2 separate regions of the Zea mays genome follow, and region 2 is linked to region 1. Evidence: chromatin contacts called from public Hi-C data. All regions are on one chromosome and are shown on one strand. Each heading gives the region's core, a stretch centred on a gene start, on an enhancer-like site or on the middle of the called end of the contact. The rest is flanking DNA. Distances are from core to core; before and after follow the strand shown. Region 1 holds the start of LOC100281351 (ligatin). Region 2 holds the start of LOC100272416 (phospholipase D family protein).

Region 1 (6,553 bases), core at 1,168-3,667:
TAATTTTAGTAAGCTAGGCAGAAGATTCTGTAATTGAAAGGGAAAATGAATAGAAATCCAAGTAGATTTCTTTGTAATGACAAAACCTCATCAGCGATACTTTGCCGAATCTTTCGTTGTACAGAAGCCTTAACTTGATTCTGTCCAGATATATCTTCTGAAGAGAACCTGGAGATGTAAAATATCAAAAGACTAAGTCCATGTTAAAACTGACAAAGATTGGCAACAAACGATAAAAAAGCCTCGCCTAGATGATTGTAAGTCGCCTGGTCGATCCATGGGACCAACCAGGCGACTAATCAAGATTAAGCGACGACCAGGGCGACTAGTCGGTCCCTGGTTGTCCTAGACCTTTTAGACTAGTGGTTATACTTCAGCAAACAGCCTACTTGAAGCCTACAATAATCTAAACCAAATCATCATCCAAATGGAAGCCTGCATCAGCAACTTCAGCAGATCCAAATTCATCATCATTGTCCTCATCCATTTCATCTGTTGCATCACCTTTAGACTATTGGGTTGTGTCCCTTTGTCGCTTTCTAGACCAAGAATATGGCTAGAAACTGCAGCAGCACGAGGCAAGTTACAGCCCCTTAGACCCTCTGCTGCACCAACAACTTCATCCACATTGGCCCAAGTAATATCAGCAAAAACCCTAAATGTTTGGCGACCAGGAACTACAAGTCGGACGACTAATCGCCCTAATCGGCGACTAGTCGGACGATTAGGACGACTAGACAAGCTAATCGAGTCATCCGGCTAATCGAGTATAAACAGGCGACTAGCCCGATTAATCGGGCTTAGTCGGACGACTTGCAATCACTGGCCTAGAGTTCAACCACTTTGCAGTCCATGATCCGTTTTGTATCTGATAGTCATAAGGTAATCAACAATGTTTTATATCATGATTTTAAACCAGAAAAAAATACATGTATAATTTCCAAGTTAAGATCACTACTCATGGGTCAACTAATAATAATGTCATATCTGCTGATTGTTCTTGATGGAAACTTCCACCATTCAAGAAACCATCAATGTCATATGCTTACAACAATCTAGAATGAATTCTAGTATAGAGCACAGAAGACACAAGTCAGTTACTTCACTTACTTAGTATAATCATACATTATTAATGGTTCTGGTAAAATATAAACAATCCAGAAAAGAAGTGACATTACAACAGCAATTTAGCACTCTTGTTGATCAAACTCAAACACTAATGAGGCCACACTTCTAATTTGAGTCCTTAATTAAACTACAGTGTAAATTGGTTCTTGTGAAATTTACCTGCAGTCTTGTCACCAGTGATGTTATAAAACATGACATACTACAAGCATCTTAATTCTTAATAGAGATGTAGGGAAATTATACCTGCACTAATCCTAAAAGATGTTAAAAAATCTTGGAAAAAAATTTGGCTGGCCAAATTATGATACCGCCAATATGGAAACAAACCAGGCAAGCCTTGACATTAAAGCTAATAACTTTTAGAAAATTCAAAATGCACATATAAAATATCACAGTCAAGATTTTCACAAAGTATATAGTTCAGTGAAGCTATTGCACTAATAAATACACTAAAAATCATTTTGAGAAGTAAACAACTTCTTAGTGAAAGGGTTTAACAAAGAAAAACGATTGTAGTGTCAAGTTTTGCTGCATTTATTATTTTGATGAAACAAGTCAGTTTGGGTCTTAGGAGATGCCTTGCTACCAAAGCATGAACGTTTTAGCTGGCTCGAATGAGGGTACCAAGGTAAAACACTAAAACAAGCCATGCACTTTGAGGGAAAACATGAAACATTCGCACACGGCACACCTCAACATCCAGAAACACCAACTGCACAACGGCAGCATCTAACCACAACCGCACCCTAGTGCCATAAGTTCATAACGCCCTTGCCAGCCAGTTGATGCAACATCCAGCAGCTTCAGCACATCGCAACTCATGTATCAAGAGCTCAATGCCCAATACCATTATCACATCTTCTCCCATAAAGCCCCGTACTTTGTTTGAGAGAAACTAAGAGGCCAAAAGCTGATCGTTTTCCAGATCCCGAACCCAGCTAAAATAAAAGATAAAAACACGGTCCCGAATTACGCATGGTGGTTCCAGAGTAATTAGCTGTGCCAAATCGTAACCGAGAGAACCAGATCGGTGAACGCAGCGGACGGCAACGACAGATCGAATTACTGAGCCCGGAAATCGGAAAGGAGTTACAGGTAAAAGAGATACGGAAGGGGAGAAGAGAGGACTCACTTCTTAAACATGGCGCACGCCAAACGAACTTTTACCTCCCCTTGCTCGACGTCGTACTGAAGCGGACGGGCGGCGGCGGCGGCGGCGGCGGGCGATAGGAAGAGGGGATGAGAGGCCGATTGCGCGCGGTGCTGAAACGGAAGGAAGACGCAGCTCCGGGTCTTCTTCCTCTGCGTCCCGGCTGGGCTTTATTGGACCCAATTGTGCTGTGAGCAGCCCAAATATCACACTGGATCAGGATCTGTCAACGGAGCCAATCCCGGCTTGTCTGGATACCATGTACGGGATGTTATTCTGGACTCACTATGGTTTATACTATGGGTTCCATATGGTTTTGTTGTTTATATCTATGGAAGTACCTTATTCATGCATTTACTTTCCTTGTTAGTTGGGTTAACTACTCTAAATTCTTGATAAAGGCTTAGTAAGCTAGTCTCTCATGGTTACAGGATGTGACCTCTTTTAAGGTTACCAAACAAGTTTTGAAGAAGTTCTTTTATGTTGGGTTCCTAAGGAGAACTCAAAATGAGTTTGACCTCAAGGTAAAGAAAATCAGGAGCGACAATGGATCTGAATTCAAGAATCTTCAAGTAGAGAAGTTTCTTGAGAAAGAAGGCATCAAGCATGAGTTCTCTACTCCCTACACACCAAAGTAAAATGGTGTAGCAGAGTGGAAGAACAGGACACTCATCGATATGGCTAGAACAATGCTTAGAGAGTACAAGACATCTGAGCGGTTTTGGTCAAAAGCCGTAAATACAGCTTGCCATGCCATAAACTGGCTCTATCTTCATCGCCTCCTCAAGAAGACGTCTTACGGGCTTCTAACCAGTAACAAACCCAATGTTTCATACTTTCGTGTATTTGGGAGCAAATGCTACATTTTGGTTAAGAAAGGTAGGCATTTAAAATTTGCTCCAAAGCTGTAGAAGGGTTTTTACTAGGTTATGATTCAAATACAAAGGCATTTAGGGTCTTCAACAAATCGTCGGGTTTAGTTGAAATCTCTAGTGACGTTGTATTTGATGAGACTAATGGCTCTCCAAGAGAGCAAGTTGATCTTGATGATGTAGATGAGGATGAAATTCCAACGGTCCCGTTGAGAACTATGGCAATAGGTGATGTGCGATCAAGATCAACCATCCTCCTCCACATTGGTGCAACCCCAACTCAAGATGAGGAACAGGTATCTCAAGATGCAGGCATGAATCAAGGGAGAGCACATGAAGAAAAGGATAAAGAGGAAGAAGTACAACAGGCACCTCCAACTCAAGTTTGGGTCACCATTCAAAGGAATCATCTAGTGGATCAGATTCTGGGTGACATCAGTAAGGGAGTAACCACTCGTTCACATTTAGCTAATTTCTATGAACATTACTCTTTTGTTTCTTCTATTAAGTCTTTCAGGGTAGAAGAAGCCTTGCAGGATTCAGACTGGGTGTTGGCCATGTAGGAAGAGCTCAATAACTTCAAGAGAAATGAAGTATGGAGTCTGGTGCCACGTCTAAAGCAAAATGTTGTGGGAACCAAGTGGGTGTTCCGCAACAAGCAAGATGAGCACGGGGTGGTGACAAGGAACAAGGCTCGACTTGTGGTAAAAGGTTATGCCCAAGTCGCAGGTTTGGATTTTGAGGAGACTTTTACTCTTGTAGCTAGGCTCGAGTCAATACGCATATTATTGGCCTATGTTGCTCACCACTCGTTTAAGTTGTTTCAAATGGACGTGAAGAGCGCCTTCCACAATGGACCAATCAAGGAGGAAGTGTACGTGGAACAACCCCCTGGCTTTGAGGATGATAGGTATCCCGATCATGTGTATAAGCTCTCTAAGGCACTCTATGGACTTAAGCAAGCTCCAAGAGCATGGTATGAATGCCTTAGAGACTTTCTCATTTCTAATGCTTTCAAGGTCGGGAAAGTAGATCCTACTCTTTTTACTAAGACTTATAATTGTGATTTGTTTGTATGCCAAATATATGTCGATGACATAATATTTGGTTATAATAATCAAAAGTCTTGTGAAGAGTTTAGCAGGGTAATGATGCAGAAATTTGAAATGTCGATGATGGGTGATGTCACACCCGATTTTGGAAGGCAAACCGAATGCGAACCATGCACGTGCCAGGATCAAAAACTCACGTACACAACGATTACATAGTTGAACATCATCACACATTGCTCAAAATAATAGCAGAAATAGTACTTTATTACATCAAGATGTCCAAGACATCCACAGAGTCATTAACTTGACATAGTCATTAACATAATCAAAGTGCGGATAGAGAACATAGAATGATAAGGCCTTCACAGGCAGCTGACTGGGGGTTTGCCACTAAACACAACTAGAACTCCTAAAAGTCTTCTGTGTTGCCTTCATCTCCTCCTGAGCACTGATTACAATGGGGACAACCTGGAGGTTAGGGGTTTTTAAAGCAAGGGTGAGTACACATCAACATACTCGACAAATGTCCCGTTTGGCTAAAGTGGACTAACTGTATGTGGGGTTAAGGTTAAAGCAGTTGCTTTTAGTTGGTCTGGTATTTATTACTTGTAGAAAGCCAAGTTTTAGTAATAAACCCAAATTATTACTCACGAGTACTCCCTCCAAGAGGAAATACCAGAGACCATAGTTATAATCATCACCATTAACCATCATCATAAAAGTATCCAAAGTTATTCTAATCAAAGAGTATCCCAAGGCTGCTCTTAACTGTAAGCACGACTGATATAACAGTTTCTAACACTCTGCAGAGGTTGCACACTTTACCCATGAGTCGTAATCCATTTTTGCCTCGGGTCGATCAAACCCTCAAACACTACTAAGGTGAGTAGGCAAGGTTTCACTATGTAGCCTTTACAAAGATTCCCCTCATGTGCAGTTGCTCGTTAGATTTCGCCAGTCGTACAAACACAGTACTCCTCCCTAAGGTGGGTGTTGGTCACTTGTTATCAAATGATACAGATCAAGGACAAGGCAACACAATTGTTAATGGTTAAAGACCTTCGTCCTTCGAAGCATTATTTCCTTTCGGATATAATGATCTTCAGACGAAGGTCATGAAGGATGTAGCTTCATCATCTCAGTATGTAAATATGAATATAAATATAGATATGAATAAGAGTGTGGAAGAATACTAAAGAATGAAAGATAATGATCAGATCCTCACAATTTATTTATATTCATATTCACATATAAGAATCAACATTAATGATATTTATAATACAATTGTACCTTCGGTTCGCCAGAAGATAAGAATGCAAAGATGACGCAAGAGAGAGATTACAATCCAACGTAAATAGTACGGGGTACTGTTCATCTATTTATATGTGCGGGACGCAGCCCGAACACAATTACATTTATGTCCCCAATATTTACATACAATCATAATGCGAGTGATCAAGGACTAAACAATCTTTTTCCCTTGAGTCGGTGATGACCTTCGGGCTTCGTCACAATACTAAGCTGAAGCTTCTCCAGCCATAACTTTGGCTTCCATCCATGTCATTATGTTGCGCATGCCTTTGTATTATCTTGCTGAAGGTGTTTTGCCTTGAGGACCTTCGATGGGGGAGAAGACCCCCAATAGTAGCCCCTTCGCGGTGCTAGATCGTTTTTTGTAACGAGCCCGATCCGCGAAAAACACAAGGGCTTCGGAATGCCAAAGGTCCGAAAAACACCTTCCTTGAGCTCGTTGGCGGAAACGATTAAAGTATTCCGATCGTTGGTCGGTCCACCGCTCAGCCAGTGTAAGCGGTATGGTGGTTCGCCTTCTCCCCATACGACACTATATAAACAGACGGGTTGGTGAGAAGTTACCACAGAGCATTCATTGCCATCACGCCGTTATGTTGTTAAATTTTTTAACCATAGCCGAAGCTTCCTGTGTTGCATTTTCAAGCAAGCGCTTCGTCACCTGAGATAAGCTTCGGCTCAAAGAACTTGAAAACTCAAATGGCCAGGGTGAGATCCACTGCTAGGGTATCTCATGAAGTAGAGGAGACCGAAACCGCCGAGATAGCACCAATTTCAGAAGTGATGAAGCGGTCGGGTCTGGTTGTGTCAGAGGAAGTTGTTGCCGAAGGTGCCTCCAATACCGAAGCTAAACAGATTGTAGCTGGAGGCAAAAGTGACAATGAGAGTGAAGAAGATAACAGTATTCTAAGCCCAACAATGCCCAGCCGCATCGAGTTTGGGAAATCTACTGTAACGGAGGATGACATGGTTATGATGAGGAAACTTGGTTATTTCGGGGAGGCTGAAAGCAAGCTTGTCTGGTTTGCTGGGGAGGAGAT
Region 2 (6,553 bases), core at 1,263-3,762, 190 kb before region 1:
TGTAACCAGTGTGTTTAGTGGTTAACCAGAAAGAATAGGTATATTCAAGCATGGCTCAAAATAATCATAGATTATGTAACCAACCTGTTCTTGTTTCTCATGGAATTCTTCAAGAAATGCACGTCTCTTCAATGCAAAATGTAGATATAGCACTTGTGAGGCCTTCTTATATAGAAGCCACCTAAACTGAGAGAAGTAGTGAACATTATTTAATGGATTTCAGAGTTCGTATTTTGGGGAAACGTAGAGGCTAAGAATGCAATAAATGAATGTTAGCCAAAGCAACCTCAAATATTCCAGTGGAATCATGTTTTTATAGTATCCATCAACAAGACAAGCAATGTGCCATGCATAATCAACTGATGCAAGTTGTACTGTTTATTGTGCCTTGGCTCGATGCCAAACGACACACGGAGCTATATCATTGTTGTTTCAGAAAAATGGCATGATGATATATCAATCTTTTCCATGGTTGATTGGTTCAGAAAGCAGCACCCCAGTTCACATTTTGTTCTGTGTGTCCACCCAACTACTTCAGCAGTTCAGCCAGCCATCCAATAGACCAATACCATCACACTGAATGCCTCATATATTTGCCACCAAATTATAGCCTAATATTACCCAAAAAAACGAAAGTTGACTCCCTTTAAATGCAAAAGACATAAAATGAACTACCTGAACTCCATCTAAGCATATAATCCTGTTTCCCAGCACATACAAAGCACCACGTATAAGAAATTTCTAGTGGCAGCTTATTTTATCAAAATTATAGGTCACCCTTTTCTCTAAACTAGCATATAGCCCGTGCTAACGCTACGATCTCGGGGAGGGGAAGGGGCGACGGCGGAGACGCGAGGGGAGGGGCTGACGGCGGCGCCATGAGTGAGGGGGAGGCTGGGGGCGGCGGGGGAGGGGGAGACTGGGGGCGGCGGGGGAGGGGGGAATGAGAGATGAGTTTGCAAAGTTTGAACTGGCGGATTTTATAGAAGAAGTTTAATGATAATGGGCCATACAAACTCTAATCTCATATACTAAGTATTAAATGGTATACAATTACAATGATCACCTACCCCAGCAAAACAACCCAGAAAATAGAGTTTTGAAGGAGTAAAAAGAAGCTCAAATTGCCTAAAGGACGTCAAAACACTTAACATTGATAGAGGCGTAATGTAGCCAGCAGCAAAGACCAAAGAGTTCACCTGCCTTTTGCATCGAATGGAAAATGGCAGACGGAACTCATGCAATCATTGATTCAGGCACTGACAATATTGCAACCCAAAGCACATAAGAGGTATCATTTTTCTCCATAGTAAGCACAAAAAGGTTTTGTGAAAAAGGAATAGGAATACAACAAAAAGCTACCTAGTTATAAGTCACTTCCATATTCGCATCCACATCAGAGCAGCAGGCCCGAATTGAACCACAACCCACTCACAGAACCCGAATCGAACGAGCAACTCAGTTCCCGGCACCTCAAGCGATAATCGAAGCTTGAGATCACCTAGAAAAATGTAACCAGAACCTATCGGGAAACAAATCACCCAGACGCCCAATTCACGCAGCAATTCTATACCGCCAAATGCCAGGCACTACTACGCTGACCGCCCAACGAGAAGAGCTAGGCCAGACGAATCCGGAGGTGGGAAGAGGCGGCGCCCGGGGACGGACCTGCTTGTAGTGGACCTCGATGGTGTAGGAGAGCAGCATGGGCGTGATGTCCCCGGCGTCAGGGCGCGAGACCTGGACGATCCTGGCCCGCGGCAGCTCGTCGAACACCCGCACCGACTCCGGCAGGCGGAACGACGCCGACGACGCGGCGGCCAACCCCTCCGGCTCGGGCGGCTCCGGAGGCATCCTGACGTACCTGTGGCCACCGTGCTCCTGCTCCTCCTCGCCGGTCATAGATTCCTCGGGGGGATTTATATGGATGGTTTGTTTTGGCGTTTGGGAGTGCGGGCGAGACACGAAGCGGAAGCCGAAGGGGAGGAGCGGTTCGAGGAACGAAGGAAAGGGGCGGTGAGCTGGACTGCCGCGCCGTGGCAGGAAAAGGGTAAACGATCAGGTGGGATGTGCTTCCTGCCAAATTTGGGGTGCTTTTGCCTTTTCCTCGCCCTAATGATCTTGAAATTTTTAGGCACCGTTGAGCAAAGGTTGCACGCCAGACTAGTGTTTGGTTGAGCGAAGGTTGCACGCCAAATTTTGAGCCACTGTTGAGAGGCCGCGCTGGAACAGCCGCGCGCGAGTCGGAGCTCCACGGCCGCGCGCCTCGAGCACGCGGAAGCGGCGCTCGTCGGCCGCGTGCCTCGTCGGGCCGCGCGTCTCAAGCATGCGGAGGCGGCGCTCGTCGACCGCGCGTCTCGACGACGCGGGAACAGCCACGCGCGAAGCGGACCTCGACGACGCGGAGCCGGCTCTACTTCGGCTTCAACTCCGACGACGATGGCGTGCTCCCCTCCCCTCCGAGCTCGCGACGAGGAGGCCGATCTGGCGAAAGTTCCCACACTGCCGTGACGGTCGTCGGTTGTTGTGCCTGTGCTGGGAGCTCAGCTTACCCGTACATTTGTGAAAATAATTGGAATTTTGCCAATATGTCCATAAATTATAGGTTCATCTATGTTTATAAAATATGGGTGTGATGAAAATTTTACGAATGAAATCGTTGTAACGGCAAATTTCTGATTCTCTCAGTGTATATTCAGTTCGGGAAACTTTAAGGGCCACCGTTGGAGAAAGATTAATGATCTTCTTTAGAACAAGGTTAATAATATAGGCTAGAGTGGGCTATGTTGTCATGTCACGTATAATCAATTAAAATTGACTAAAAGTTTAGTTAAATGATAACTCTCTAATTATACAAGTTGTATATTTAATACCGAGTCCACCTCTTTCTCTCTAGAAATCGTTCAGCTATTTACAAGTAAGCAATATACTTTCAACTGGCTATTAATGAACAGACCACTTTCTTTCTCTCCATTTCTCTTTTTTCTTGTTACCACAAATTTAGCATGACATCTCTTACGATCAACCTATGTTAACTTATTTACTTGCTCTTATGTCTTATTTTGATGGTTAGCGCGGCGAAGAAATATAGTACTCTAGAATGACACTTTGGCATGACAAAGTGCTATGTCATGCTGCTTCAGGCCATTGCGGGCTATATCTACACTCACATCAGAGTATTGACCAGTTTATATCTACTATTGTTGGTATTTATCTATAGCAACACTTGAGTGCACAATATTACCATTAGTCCACAGCCACCTCAGTACCACATTAAACGTTTCAGTCAAGAAAAACTCATCAAACACATAAATATGTAGTTCATAAAGAGAAATTGAAAGGGAAATGTGCCCTTGGGCCATTTCTAAGTATTTTGGTGATTGAGTGCCAACACAAGTGCTTAAATGTGAATTTATGCTCATGGATGGACAAAGTGCAAATCAAGAGTAAAGGTATGTTTCTAAGCCTTAGTACATTGGTTTTGTGTACTAATATACTTGTCTAAGTGTTAGAAACAGAAAGAAGAAGAAAAGAAAAGAGGTGAAAAAGGCTTAGCTGTGTACAGCCAAGACTCAGCTCAGTCTGGCACACCGGACTGTCCGGTGGTGCACCGGACAGTGTCCGGTGCGCCAGGCTGACTCGGCGTGAAGTGGCCGCTCTCGAGAATTCGCCGACGGCGTACGGCTAAAATTCACCGGACTGTCCGGTGTGCACCGGACTGTCCGGTGAGCCAACGGTCGGCCGGGCCAACGGTCGGCCGCGGAATCTGCGCGCGACACGTGGCCGGGCCAACGGTCGGAAGGGGGCACCGGACTGTCCGGTGCGCCAACGGCTCCTAGATCTGCAACGGTCGGCCGCGCCATTTTAGGAGGGAAACCGGGCACCGGACAGTCCGGTGCACCCGACGACAGAAGGCAAGATTGGCCTTCCAGATTTGCTCTCAACGGCTCCTAGCTGCCTTGGGGCTATAAAAGGGACCCCTAGGCGCATGGAGGAGTACACCAAGCAACCTTAGAGCATTCTTGATCATCCACACTCAGTCTTTGCGCATTCGTTTGTCATTCTCAGTGATTCGAGCTCCGTTCTAGTGAGAACTTTGAGATAGTCTTTTGAGCTCGATTCTTGGCCGTGTGTGTGCGCATTTTGCTGTGGATTTGTGTGTGTTGCTTCTCACCCTTACTCCGTGCTTCTTTGTGAACTTCAATTGTAAGGGCAAGAGACTCCAAGTTGTGGAGATTCCTTGGAAACGGGAAAAGATTAAAGTAAAGAAGAACACTGTGGTATTCAAGTTGATCATTGGATCACTTGAGAGGAGTTGAGTGCAACTCTCGTCCGTTGGGACGCCACAACGTGGAGTAGGCAAGTTTTGTACTTGGCCGAACCACGGGATAACCACCGTGCCATCTCTGTGATTGATTTCTTGTGGTTATTGTGTTTTGACTCCTCTCTAGCCACTTGGCAATTATTGTGCTAACGATTAACCAAGTTTTTGTGGCGTAAGTTTTCAAGTTTCACAGGATCACCTATTCACCCCCCCCCCCCTCTAGGTGCTCTCAATTGGTATCAGAGCCATTCTCTTCAAGAAGGGACTAATCGCCCGAAGAGATGGATCCTAAGGGGAAGGGAATTGTGATCAACGACAAGGAGAAGGAGTCCTTCGTCAACGAGCCGAAGGATAACAAGCCTACTGACTCGGGCTCGGGCCACAAGCGCAAAGATGGGAAGAAGAAGAAGACAAGGCGCATCAAGGAGATCGTCTACTACGACGATAGCGATGAGTCTACTTCTTCCCAAAAGGACGACGACAACGACTATAGGAAGACGGTCAATTCGAACTTTTCATTTGATTATTCTCGTATTCCACATAGTTCGAATTCGCATTTGCTTTCCATTCCTCTTGGCAAACCTCCACACTTCGATGGGGAGGACTACGGATTTTGGAGTCACAAAATGCGTAGTCACTTATTCTCTCTCCATCCAAGCATATGGGAGATTGTAGAGAATGGAATGAAATTTGATAGCTCGGATAGCCCTATGCTTATAAATGAACAAATCCATAGAAATGCACAAGCTACTACTGTTCTATTAGCATCTTTGTGCAGGGAAGAGTACAATAAGGTGAGCGGCTTGGACAATGCCAAGCAGATATGGGACACCCTCAAGATCTCTCATGAGGGGAACGACATCACCATGCTCACTAAAATGGAGTTGGTGGAGGGCGAGCTCGGACGATTCGCAATGATAAGGGGAGAGGAGCCAACCCAAACTTACAACCGGCTCAAGACCCTTATCAACAAAATAAGGAGTTACGGAAGCACGCGATGGACGGACCACGACGTCGTCCGCCTAATGCTAAGGTCCTTTACCGTTCTTGATCCTCATCTCGTAAACAATATTCGTGAGAATCCCAGGTACACGACGATGACGCCCGAGGAGGTACTCGGAAAATTCGTAAGCGGGTGGATGATGATCAAGGAGGCAAGATACGTCGACGACGCTCTAAACGGTCCAATCAATGAGCCTCAACCTCTTGCTCTCAAGGCAACAAGAAGCAAGGAGATGCTACCTAGCAAGGTGGCACAAATTGAGGCGGCCGGACTTAATGATGAAGAGATGGCTCTCATCATCAAGAGATTCAAGACGGCGCTAAAAGGCCGCAATGGGCAGCCAAGCAAGACCAAGACAAAGGGGAAGCACTCATGCTTCAAATGCTTCAAATGTGGTAAGCTTGGTCAACAAGTCCTCCCTCTTCCCCAACGAGCGTCACACATGCCTTATGGCAAGGGAGAAGAAGGTATGTACTCGAGACACTACTTATGCTTCTTCAAGTGAGGACGAATCTAGTGATGAGGATGAAATAGATTATTCATGTCTATTTAAAGGCCTAGATAGAACCAAGGTAGACAAAATTAATGAATTGATTGATGCCTTGAATGATAAGAATAGGCTTCTAGAAAAACAAGAAGATTTGTTGTATGAAGAACATGACAAATTTATAGAAGCACAAAAATCTCATGCTCTAGAAGTTAAAAGAAATGAAATGCTTTCTTGTGAATTATCTTCTTGCCATGAGACAATTTCTAAATTAAGGAGCATTAATGATGATTTGAATGCTAAGTTAGAGATTGCTAGTAAATCTACCTCTTGTGTAGAAAATGTTGTAACGTGTACTAGGTGTAAAGATATTAACATTGATGCTTATAGTGAACACCTAGCTTGCATTTCTAAATTAAATGAAGAGGTAGCTAGTCTTAATGCCCAACTTGAGACTAGCAAAAGTGATTTTGAGAAACTAAAATTTGCTAGGGATGCCTACACGGTTGGTAGACACCCCTCAATTAAGGATGGGCTTGGCTTCAAGAGGGAAGTCAAGAACTTAACAAGCCATAAGGCTCCCATCTCCGCCAAGGAGAAAGGGAAGGCCCCTATGGCTAGTAGTGCTAAAAAGAACTATGCCTTTTTGTATCATGATAGGAGACAATCTAGAAATGCTTATAGGAGATATAACGCATATGATGCTTTTGATTCTCATGACATGTTTGCTTCTAGTTCT

Evidence for each region. A called contact is a pair of places that touch in the nucleus more often than the background predicts.
Region 2: a contact with region 1 is called in a Hi-C map of tassel, with 3 times the contacts expected there. The contact joins the promoter of LOC100272416 here to the promoter of LOC100281351 in region 1. A contact is called at or near these places in 5 of 25 Hi-C or Micro-C datasets (ear, leaf and tassel).

Annotation. Positions count from the first base shown.
Region 1 is chr8:34,591,705-34,598,257 of Zm-B73-REFERENCE-NAM-5.0, reverse strand. It overlaps LOC100281351 (ligatin), which reads right to left and starts at 2,417. Exons shown (of 8, transcript NM_001154269.1): 1 at 2,261-2,417; 2 at 87-168. The coding sequence starts at 2,271.
Region 2 is chr8:34,779,698-34,786,250 of Zm-B73-REFERENCE-NAM-5.0, reverse strand. It overlaps LOC100272416 (phospholipase D family protein), which reads right to left and starts at 2,512. Exons shown (of 20, transcript NM_001350737.1): 1 at 1,669-2,512; 2 at 85-186. The coding sequence starts at 1,902.